Regions from separate parts of the Gossypium arboreum genome. Here region 1 is linked to region 2. Evidence: chromatin contacts called from public Hi-C data. All regions are on one chromosome and are shown on one strand. Each heading gives the region's core, a stretch centred on a gene start, on an enhancer-like site or on the middle of the called end of the contact. The rest is flanking DNA. Distances are from core to core; before and after follow the strand shown.

The links. Hi-C and Micro-C count contacts between places; a contact is called where the count stands out from the background.
Region 1: a Hi-C map of leaf shows a contact between it and region 2, with 5 times the contacts expected there. The contact joins the promoter of LOC108469375 here to the enhancer-like site in region 2. A contact is called at or near these places in 2 of 5 Hi-C or Micro-C datasets (both in leaf).

Annotation. Positions count from the first base shown.
Region 1 is chr8:16,163,870-16,169,793 of ASM2569848v2, forward strand. It overlaps LOC108469375 (protein TORNADO 2-like), which reads right to left and starts at 4,024. Exons shown (of 2, transcript XM_017770265.2): 1 at 3,224-4,024; 2 at 2,683-3,139. The coding sequence starts at 3,994. The coding sequence ends at 2,825. It overlaps LOC108469038 (protein TORNADO 2-like), which reads right to left. Exons shown (of 2, transcript XM_017769926.2): 1 at 5,395-5,924; 2 at 4,366-4,860. The coding sequence starts at 5,892. The coding sequence ends at 4,549.
Region 2 is chr8:16,076,600-16,083,265 of ASM2569848v2, forward strand. LOC108467456 (a long non-coding RNA gene) reads left to right here. Exons shown (of 4, transcript XR_008286851.1): 4 at 2,060-2,261. Among protein-coding and RNA genes, the nearest start is that of LOC108467456, 6.3 kb to the left of the region's middle. Within about 2 kb of position 1,997, at least 2 of the 2 cell types and tissues checked have an H3K27ac peak or open chromatin away from gene starts, as enhancers often do. A contact at or near this core is called in leaf, where this site is marked.

The DNA of each region.
Region 1 (5,924 bases), core at 2,774-5,273, 89 kb after region 2:
TTGTAAAATAATCTGGACCAACACTCGAAAACATCTCCTTCTTCAATTATATATAGAAAAAAATTACCATGCATGTATCGTCCCTGTCAACCAAAATTGCCGGCTCTTCAATGGAATTTATTCTTCAGACACCTGATCTTAATCAAGACAAAAACATCGATTTCAATAATCCTGGACGATTATATATAAATTCAAAACAACGATAATAATATCAAACAGATGTGCATTTTCCTTGTCGACAGATTATGAGATTGTAGGTGGAAATTAAAAGCATCGTTGCCACATTTCGGACGGATCTCCTGTTGAAAGTCAACTGTGTTTTAAATTAGTTCTTAAATTTAACTGTGGTTTCTCCACTTAACCAATTATTGTGATATAATCCGTTGATTCAGCCATGAAATCTTACCAACGGAAATCCGAAAAGATCTTGATGGTTAAGGCACACGTGTCTGATAGAGATTAAGTGAAGTAATATATTATTAAAAGCCAATTATATGATACATCTAACATTGACCTGAGAGGTGGGGTCATGGTGATAGTTTTAAAAGTCAACTAGCTTGTTTGGTTTCATTGATGAACTAGTGATCCAGTCCGTATCCCCACAAACTTTATTATGCGTGCAGTGCAAGTTGTGGGGAGGAAATTTCCTCTGCATGCTACCAGGCTTCAGTCTTGAGCAATTGACTTAACTTTCCAGGAGTCAAGTCCCCTGTATTTTGGCAGACATGAATGACAGAATGGTTTATGAGAATTTGCGAGAGGATCAGCTTTCAACAACTCGGTGACCTTCAACTATTGTCTAGTTTAAGAATCAATGGATTGCTGAAACAAATTGGCGGATATTGATTGTTTAATGTCCATTGAAAGTTCCATCAAGTTGGTATACACGCTTCAAGCATTGGGTTTAGAATCTGAGAAATTGGTTCTTGACCACAAAGTTAGGGGAATGGTTCAGAGCTAAATTCAATGGATTGATATATGGCCGAATATTATCTCGTGGAGTCGCTATCAAAATTGTAGAATCCCCAAACCAGCACAGTGGTTCCAGAGCGTAGAAGTTGGGCTGGTTTTAGGTCCAATTACATGAAAAGATCCAGTTCAGTCTAGCAAATAAAGATGGGTCACAACTTAGGCTCGGTTGAAAATTAATAAATTTGCTCGTCTAGACTGAATGTAATAGTAATAGTCCTTGTGATTGTTAAAGCCCAACCTAGATTATACACCTATAGATATTAGATAAAAGTTTATATGATTTTATTAGGAAAAAGTATTGAATCCGATGTTCACCCCAGGAGTTCATGCTTTGCTTTAAGAAGACTATGGATCATTTCCGAAAAGCAGATAAAAGGAATGCCATCCACTTGATTGGTTGCCATGCCATGGGGACTAGCTTGTACAAAACCAGGTTCCTCCTCTTTGAACCTAACTTTTTTGGTGGCTCAACCACCATTGGTATTAAAAACCTTGTTTTGATTTATTACCAAATAAAGGGAATATTCCCCAGGAAGACCAAGGTAATAAAGGCAGTCAACCATTGGAAAAGAATCAACCATCTTTTCACAGGAGCAACGCAAACCTGAGCGAAAAATAAAGGCATTTGATGGGTTGGTGAATATAGAAGGGGTTATATGAAAATTAGTTGGCAAGAGCAACCCCAAGCCCATCATGTTGAGTTGGGTGGCCCATCCATCAAGAAACAATCAGAGATTACCAATGTCTTTGCAGTGGAAGGGTAAAGTGGTTAAAGTATGAAATAATGAAGTTTCTATGGTACTGCCGACCACAAAAGGCAATGGAAGCTATTATTGAAGACTTATAGCTCAACCAGTGGACGGCTCTATTCTCAGGAGCGGTGACTTGTTAATGGTTGCAAACTTTTCCAAGAATTCATGGTTTGCGAGATATTAGATTCAAAGGACCTAATTTTACTTAGAACTAAGAGAATCTTTTTGGGAGATTAAACAGAGGCTTATGCAGTGATATCTATAGGAGTAGTCTTTCCTGGAAACTGTGGTGTATCACATCCAATATCTTAAGTTTGACGTTGCTTTGGGGAGTGAGGAGATTGGGTTGGCTTGCTTACTTTGAGTTTAGAGGTTTTGTCATGAACAAATGGAAACCTCGGATAAGATATCTAACACTGTCCTTCAGTTCGGTGAAACTTTGGAATCACCAGATCAATGGGGAACACATTTGGAAGAAATAAGAAAATCATTACTCTTTTGAAATGTATTTAAAAACTTGAAAATTACCTCTAATATTTGAAAAAAAATAAAATTCAAAATTTTACCCATACAAAAATCAATATCTAAATGTATTGTCATTTTTTATATTTGTTAAACGAGTCTTTAACAATATTTGAGGGTTTATCCCTCTTCTTTTCTACCGATTTTTAATATTTATCCCTATAAATCCTTTTCTGGTGATGAAACCCAAAGCCCCACAAATCCTTTGCTGTTATCCTGCCACTCGTAATAGAAAAAGAGAAAAAAAAATAAGTATCATCTTTCGGTGCCCCGCGCAAATTACGCATAGACACATTATTCGGCTTTTTTTTTTTTTTTACAATTTTCTACCGCTATAATGATATCATCACCTTCCCCATCTCCAAACAGTGAGGTTTCTGTAGCAGATGTTAAATCAAAAGATAATTTGGATATATTCCATACACTTTAGCAGGCATAGTTTTTAATCATGTTAATATACGATTCCAACATTTTGTTCAGATCAGATGAGGGGATAATTGGAAAAAAAAACAGATTAAATAAGATAATGATGGAACTGGCTCATAACTAGTTACTACTTACAACATGAAGCAAGACCTTCATGTATTTTGTTTGTGGCGTCTTGGGGATGTATCCCCAGTTTTGGATTTCCTAAGAGCAAAACAAAACCCTATCAAATACACGCATATCAAAACTACAAGTGTAATGAACAAAATGATGTCTACGCTTCTCCATTCTTTGGTCAACTTAGCCAGTAATCCCGCTTTGCATGAATCGCAATGAAAGCAAAGCTGCATTTGGTCATTGCTCCACTGCAAGCAGTCCATGCTTGCTGCTGTGTTGTTGGGGGTCAGCCAATACGTAGGATTTATGTAAGAGTACCCACATTCAGCTGGCGGCATACAGCATCCGTACTAAGAACAACAAGAAAGAAAAGAATAATTTTATTCATTGCTTTTTCTATTCATTGCAAGTTTAGAATGAAGCTCACTGCTTACCTGTATAGATGTTAACCGAGCATTGAAGAAATCCTGAGCTATACGATATCTTTGGTTTAATTCGGAACACATATCTGTTGAGTTAAGGCAAGATCTAATCCGATCCCACTTGTAAGGATTCGTTACTTTTCGACGAAGCCAACCGGAAAAATCATCAAGGTCATGTTCCAAGTATATGCGGCCTGGTGCAGGGTGACCTGAACCCTGGTTGGTGATCAAATAGATTAAAACAACCAAACAAGCAAACACTAGTATCAGGATGAACATTGCAAAAAGGTAAAAGATGAGGAGCCAAGTGATGCGCCAACACCCTCCTACGAAGCCTAACAGTGCCACGACCGCGATTGAGATGCCTAGTATTATAAGAGGCCATTGCAGTATCTTCACGCAAGCGTTGTCCGGTTCGTTTGCAAGCCAGATTCCTGCTCCGATGACTGGAATCGAGAGAAGCAAGGTGATGAAGTTGATAACACCAACAGTGGCGCTGTTGGCTGCCATGTCGGTGAGATCGAGGATAATGAGAATATCTTTTCTCTGGGGTCTAATAAACCTAATACTATAATGGCAGATTACAGGAAATGGGATAGCATAGAATAGGGATAAAGTGAAGGAGAAAATGAAGAAAATGTTGAGGGTTATATTTCCCAACTTTAGGCCAGCTAGAGGGACACGAATCACGATGAATTGAGTCCCTTCTTTGATAAGAATGAGCTTCAATTTCCGTGTTATACATTTTGCAAGCCCAAACAAAATTATAGTGATCTCGAGCATGTAAAAATATTTGTCATATGTTAAAATGGTTCCCATGGGTTTAAATGAACTAGAAAGCAACCTTATTTTGGTTTGAAAGTGAAAATGCGTGATGATCATTTGGCGATATTTTCACGGGCAAGTATCATTGTCGGCCATTTTGTTTTCAAATTCAAAAACCGGGATTTCAGGTCTTTTTGCTTCCAGGCTTAACGTTTTCATGGAAAAGTCATCTTTTTAATTTTCAAAATTAGCTACTAATTCAGATCATTCGTGGGGTTATTATGGAGATCCGTGCCAAGCCTCTTGCAATCATCCATTACTTAGTTTTGTGACATTTTTCTTTACATTGTCAGACAGTGATTCAAGAACCCCCACCATTAAAGTCAATGTTCTCATGCACTAAACAGTAAAATATTGGACACATCTCATCACTGCTCTTACACAAATGTCTACACCCTGTAATGAAAACATTCAGTACCAACACAAATTTTCAACCACATGAAAACAAGTAAAACATCTGCTTAGTTATACAAAGTCACAAAACCAAAAACTGCATTCAAACCACCTACTCCTCACGTATAACCTTGCTTGTACTTCCTAAATATGTCCTCAGTCTTTGCATTCCTAAATGCACAACACCCTACTAGATATACACATATCAAAGCAATAAGAGTTATGAGCAGTATTATGTCGGCTTTTCTCCATTCTTGTTTTATATTTGCAAGTAATCCCGCTTTGCATGAATTACAATTGTAGCACAGCTGCGTTTGGTCATTGCTCCATTGTATGCAGTCCGGATCCGCTATGTTGTCGATGGGGCTGATCCAGTTTGTTGGATTCACAAATGTGTATCCACATTCAGTTGGTGGCTTACAGCATCCAGACTGTAAAGTAAAAGCATAAAGAATAAATATACAAGATGATTAACTTATGGCTGGAGAATCTATTAGCTTAACATGCATGCCTAAATCTAAGCTTGGTATTAAACAAAATGGGTTAAATTTTGGTTTTGGTTCCTCTACTATGTTTAAATTTGTGATTTAATCTTGTACTTCAGCATAATTTGTGATTCCAAATAGTTAGTCCATTCAACTGTTCAGATCAAAGTACTCACCGGTTGGATTAACTAATAACATTATAAAAGTAGAGGACTAAACCATGCCAAATTAAAATCTAGGGACTAAATACTAAATTTGAGCATAGCAAAGGAATCAAAATCATAATTTGACAAAACAGCCTATTTCCGGGAGAAGATTCCAGGAATTTTAACAAGAACATAGTATACCTGTCCTTTGAATTTCTTGAAATAAATAAGGATTTATGCCTTAACTTACTTCATTAAATTCCTACAAAACTCAAGATTAGGGATGGAGATGTATGGAACAATTTGAAACTTGAGTAGAGAAACTGAGATTTACCTCTATTGGAGTTAGATGGGAATTAAAGAAATCTATGGCCATTGTATAAGTTTGGTTCAGCTGGGTACATATATCTGTTGAGCTGAGACAGATTTTAATCCTTTCCCACTTGAAAGAACTTCTAACTCTTCGTTGAAGCCAACCTGAAAAATCTTCCAGGTGATATTCCAAGTATGCCCGACTAGGTTCAAGGTGGCCTGAACCTCTCATGGTAACCATGTAGACGAAAACAACCAAGCATGCAAGCAATATGATGAGGATCAACATGCCAACAAGGTAAGCAATAAGGAGCCATGGGATGCGCCAAAACCCTCCAATGAAGCCTGCTAGTGCTACAACCAAGATTAACACCCCTAAAACTATAACAGGCCATTGTAAAATCTTGACACAAGAATTATCTGGTTGATTTGCAAGCCAGATTCCAGCACCAATGATTGGAATGGAGAGCAGCATAGCAACGAAGTTGATTGCACCGATGACATTGTTGCTTAGTGCCATTTTTTCTTATGTTTGGAGAATTGATGTGTCTG
Region 2 (6,666 bases), core at 747-3,246:
TTTCTCGTTCATCTGTTGAAGATAAATTTTGAAAATAAGATCGCGCAATTCCCTCCATTTCCGTTATAATCTCCGTTGTTCCTCCTTCTTTATCGTTAAGTTTGTGTATGACGTTTTTTCTTTTACGCTACGTCGCTTGGTTATGAAAAAATACAGTATTCTTATCCCCAAATTTCAACCAATTTATCCGAGCTCATTGTTCCCAGTAACGTTCATCCTTCTCAATCTCAAAGTTCAATTGAATTTTACAATCAATCAATTCTGCCATGTTAATATCATCTCTGTCATCCCCTGCAAGTTCTGATAGTCTAACTGTGAGCATATCCTTTCTCCTTCTTCTATCAAATCGAGTTTGACTTTTTTTTAAGATATCTAGCTTTTATAATAGGCTTCCAGAAGATGACTCCCATAAATTTTTGACTTCTTTATTAAAAGACTCTTCCATTATCCACCATGCTTCAAACTTGAATGCTTTAGTATTTATCCCCTTTTCAACCCTCCTAGTAGTAATTAAGAGAGGACAATGATCCGAAAAAGAGTGAGGCATATGTTGAATAGTGACCTCCGGAAACAAACTCATCCATGCATCATTAACAACTCCACGATCAAGTCATTCCCGAATATTTGTTTCGGGCAGATTTCCTCTTTCCCACGTAAACTAATTCCCAGAAAAGCCCACATCCAAAAGTTCACAATCCACTAAAACAATACGAAAATTCTCCATTTTTCGTTCATCACAAAGTAGCCCTCCTTTTTTTTTATGGCTGTACATTATCTCATCAAAGTCTCCACAAACGAACCAAGGCCTCCCATCATCATTGTGTAAATTCCTCAACACATTCCAAGATTCACTCCTGTCTTGAGCATAGGGAGATCCATAGAATCCAGTGAGTCTTCATTTTCCCTTTACCTCCTTATCCTCAACCACCACATCAATGTGTCTCTTAGAAAAACTCCTAAGCTCAATGCAAATATCATTCCTCCATGCTAAACATAGACCACCTCTAGTATTAATTGGATCAACTTCAATCCCATTCATATAACCACATCTATGACAAATTCTTTCCATGTTATTTTTACACACCTTAGTTTCCATAAAGAAAACCACTTGGGGATTATGTATCTTCAGTGAATGCCGAAGTCTGCGAATCGCCCGTGGACTTCCCAATCCACGGACATTCCAACTCAAGATTTTCATTGCGCCCGGTCGGCATGCCTCTTGGCAGCCACCGATAATAAATAATTACCTTCCAATACTCGTCTGTTTCTGTTCATTGAATTATTGATCTCATCCTCATTCTCCCCTCTAGCTCTTTTTTTCCCTTCCTCCCCAATTAAAATTCCATCTTCCTGATCATGCTCCATATCAGCAGGAGCTGGATTAATCGTCGATTTAACTCTCTCTTGCCCCACATAGGCCGGTTTTCCTTTCAGGCTTAGTCCCAGTATTGGGTCAATAGGTCACCAAAATCCTTGCGTGTGTTCCGCAGCCCATTTGTCGTTCCTTTGAATGCGTCTGTCTGCACTATTAACTCCAAAATTATCATCATTGTCTTCTCGCAGCCATATTCTTTTCATTGCTAAAGCCCTTCTAGATTGAGCTCTCAACGATAAGTTCCACCCTATATCAGCAACTTCCATACCTGCTTCCATTTTTGCTTCACAAAAAGCATCACTATGACCCAAACGACTACAAAAAAAGCAAAAAAAGAACTCTTAATGGATCCTCCCCCAGTTGTAATTTGTATAGCAGCAGTAAGTGATTATTAAATGTCCATGGTGATCCATTTAATACTCTCTCCAAATCCATAACATGAAAAAATTGGAACAAGAATCTTCTATCTCCCAGATCCCGAATCTGGACAACCTGAACCGGATGCCATAAATTTGCCATAGTACTTTTCATTGCAGGATAATGAAAACACTTGCTATTAAGAAACAACCCACTAACCTGAAAAACCCCTCTTCTCCCTGTGTGCGCTGCTCTGTTTGTACTTGAAGAATTGCTTCTTCTTCTTCATCTAGTGTTAATCTGCTAATTCCATCTCCATGTTTGTAGGACGGAGACCTGATCCTGATTGTACCCGTGCTTTACTATGGAAAAAGTTGTTTGAAAGTGACCCGCCGGCAAGGACAAATTATGCTAAAAAAATAAAAACCTAAAATGCATGCCAATAGGCAGACGTTTTCGTGCTAGGGTAGCAGACCAACTTTTTTATTAAAAATAATTTTTTAAATATATAACTTTTAAAATTTTAGAATTTTATTTAAAATATGAAAATTAATTTTAAAAATTATTAAAAAATATATACTTTTAAAGGGTAAATACCAAATTGACAAAAATTGTACAAATAATATTTATTTTGGACGAAAAAATTAAATGAGCTTAGACTCCCACGTAATGCAAATAGTAATTTAACATTTGAACTCCATTTTGCATAAATTTTAATCCAAATAATAATATCTCCCATTTCGACTAAAACTTTATATGTATATGTATATATCAAAATATTCATTGTAAGTGCAAATAATAATATCTATTTTATATAAAAAAATAAATGAGTTTAGACTCCCAAATGGTGCAAATAATAATTTAAAGCTTGAATTCTATATGGAATTGTTATACTTCTATTTCCTAGCCTCTAATATCTATTCATAACACCTATACAAACTGTACGCCCTAAGGACTCACTACATGCTTTTTAGTGTAAGAATTCTTTTCTAAACATTTATATCCCATTTTAATCCATCTTAAGTTACTCAATACGTTGTTTCATTATTTAGATTTGTAATTTCATGCATCATTTACTGTGTATAATTTATAGGCTTAAATATATCAAAGGTCCTTACACTCTTTTGAAATTTAAAGTTTAGTTATTATACTTTTAATTTTAAGATACTGAGTCCTTATACTTTTTTTATTTAAAATCTTGATTCTTCCATCTTTTCTACCATTAAAGTTAATTATTTCAAAGGTAAAATAATTTTTTAGCCTTCAACATTTACATTTTTGTCAATTTGGTCTTCACCCTTTAAAAGTTATAAATTTTTAATAAGTTTTAAAATTAATTCTTCCTATTTTAAGTAAAAATAAAATAAAATTTTAAAATAACATTTAAAAAACAAGTTTTTAGAAATAAAATTATAAAAATAAACTTTTTAAAATAAAATAAAAAATAGTTTTAAAAATATTTTTAAAAAACTTAAATTTCTAACATGACAAGCCATCAGGAACCCAAATCAGCATGTCGGCTGCCAATTTGAAATTATAAGGATTCTATGCCTCTTTCTGACACAACTATTATCTCGTAGTAATCCCAAATTGTTATTCATCATGCTAATTTGGGGTTCCTATGCATAGTCCATATTATTTCAATAACCAAAAAACTTTTTATATTTTTATGATAAAAAATTCTTTTTCATATTATTCGGAAAAAAACACTGAAAAACTATTATATAGTTAAAAAAAAGAACCAAATTAGAAATAAAAACGTAAAATCATCAAAATCACGGAAGTATATATTCAACAAAAAATGGTAGCAGCACATCAAGGGCTAAGGAAAGTGCAAGTAACATCACTGCCAAGAACAACAATAACATATTTCCGATCACCCTATGTTGTTTGTTCAAAAAACATTGAAAAAAATTTAACCATCAATGTTTACATATTGGGTTAACGTAGTATTAATTTTAAAAATCTAAATTTTAATATTTACATATTATTTAAATTTATCTCCTTTTTTACATAAATACATAATTCAACACACAGTGTAAATTAGAAATAAAAAAAAATATTTTTGTAATACAGTTTCTTGATGAGACGTGTTAAAGGATAATTAGGTGCCATGCACACCAACACATTACCCCTCTAGGTTTGACACATAACCTCAGAGGTATCTCTGAAGGGGCCTCTTTGCGAGTAGGCAAGCTGGGAGGTGAGGTTGGAAAGTGGCGAACTGGCCAACTGACAAACAAGGAAATGATGAACAGCGGATCAACTACATGGTGAATTGGCAATCTAGGGAAGGTGGCAAGTTGTAAGGGAGTGGCGAGTCGTGACCATCAAGCGAACCGATGAATGGCGAGCTGTGGCCATTAGACATGTAGGGGATGGCAAGCTATTCAAGTTTCTAAGTTGGGTCGCAAGACACGTAGTGGTAACACTCTCTTATACCTAGTACGGAGTTAGATCGAGAAAACCAAAAAGTATCGGATTAGTAGATTCTCGTATACAAACAAATGTCGAGGTAAGTTCGTGTAACTAAGTTGTGTGTATTTATATGTTTAAATTATATGTTATATATGTAAAATTGTATAATTTTCGTATATGTGAAAGTAGTTAAATATCCGAAAATGCCTGATAAATGCTAAGTTCTATTTGAACAAATGAAAATCGAAGGATACAAGTTTCTTGTATTGGTTGTAGTCCTCATATGTTGCGGACACACCATAGCTCGAAAGAGCATCCTGTTATAAGCCCTCTCGAGCTTCCCATTATATGGTTCCTGCGAGCATCCCGATCGGTATTGATCTTGCATGTGTTGCGATATACCATAGCTCTTTGTAAGTGTCCTGTTATATGATCGGTATTGATCATACATGTATTGTAGACATACTGCAGCTCTTTATAAGTGTCCCGATATAGGCTCTTTGTGAGCTTCCTAATTTGGCTCGATTGAAGTTCTTGTTATATGGCTATCCGGAGCTTCTTGATAATAACTCTTCGGAGTTATCCTGTTAAGTTCACATGAACTTTTTGTTTTAAACTCTTATGAGCTTCCTGTTATTAAGCCCGGATAAGCTTCATGTTACATGGCTCACACAAGCTTCCTGTTATATAACTTGAGAGAGTGTTTCCTGATTATGTGCTCTAATGAGTACCCCTGAATATGAATTGACGAATTACAGTTTTGTACACTTTAAGTGTACTACATGAGTATCTATTAATGTTCCAAATAAATTCAACGGGCAAAGTTCTGACATGGATAAACTGAACTTGAGATGATTTATGATAGAAATGTATATGTTATATGGAAATATGATAAGAAAAGTATATATGTATGAAAGTTATTACATGATGAGCTCATTCATGTTTCTTGGCAATTGTGTGAATTATAATGACTAACATGTTTGATGAAGTTGGGTGTTTAGGCTATTAGCCAAACTTGTTTGATGAAGTTGGGTGTTTAGGCTATTAGCCAAACTTATTTGATGCATTTTGCATGTTTATTTTAATGGAAGTGAATGGTGAGTTAAATTTCTAATTATACGAACTTACTAAGCATTATATGCTTACTCTATTTATTTTCCTCTGTTTTATAGTGCTCGGAAGCTCATAAAGGTTGGAAGTCGGTCGGAACATTATCACACTATCCTTCAGCTCATTTTGGTATAAATAGCAAACTTATTTTGGTATAATGGCATGTATAGGCTAAATTGCCCAATGATGGCATGTATATGGTTGGTTTAATTAGCCATTGGAATGGCTAGTGATGGTATATTTGATGTTTGTGTAGGAGATTATATCATGCTTAATATATATGTGCTTGGTATAATAGGTTGAATTTTGATAAACTTATATGATTATACAAATAGGTAAGTTTGAACACTTAAATACATGTGATGATCTATCATGTATAAGATTGATTTTGGCTTGGTTTTAATTTCTTGAATTGGTTGGTGAATATATTTAAGTGTTGTTGTAGGTTGAAAGCAAACTTGGGTGTGAAAAGTGTAATAGATTAATTTTCAATGGTGTCAGAAACAGTGATTCGAGATCACTAAATCCGATGAGTGAGTTTGAAAATTTAAATAAATTAACATTTATAAGTCAAGTATGGTATTGAAATATTTTTGAATTAGTGAATTTTGAGAATTAAAAAGAATTTATTAGGTATCAAGACCTTGAATTTATAAAACGAAGTGTCATTGAGTTAGTATTGAAGTTTCGTTAGAAAATTTTAACGTTTTAATAGCTAATTAATTAAAAAGGACTAAATTGTAAAAGGAGCAAAAAATTGCTGAAGTGATTAAATAGCTTAAATGTTCAAGAAGGAAGAACCTAATAGGCAATTAAACCCCTATTATAAGGCTAGACGGCATGTGTGTACAAGAAATAACAAAACCTAGTGTGAATAAGGGGCAAAATTAGAAATAACATAAAAATTAATAGTTAAAAAGGATGTAATTGAAAAATCTAGACATTTCTTCTTCACAAACTTCAGCAAAACACCATAAGAGGTCTAAAATAAGCTGGTTTTTTCATATTTTCACTTTATTTGAGTCAATTCTTGCTCCTTTCTTAAAATTTTTATTCTTTATGGCTATTACAATTAGGCCCAACTATCTAATTCATTAGTTTTTTATTTTATGGGAGATTTTTAAAGTTACCATGAATGAGTGATGGAATTTTATGATGAATTATTATGGATTTGAAACTTTAATTTTATTATATGATGATTTTATCAAGTGAATTTAATAGAAATTGATTTTTATGACTTAATTGTGAAAAAGCTGTGAATTAGGGTTTGACGTTGAAATTCTAAATATCAAAGGATGTGTAGTAGTCTAAAATAATTATATAAAGTGTTAATTGAGAAAAATTAGCTTAATTGATGCGTTAATTTATTAGGGATTAAATTATAAAAACCGTAAAATTTGGGATAA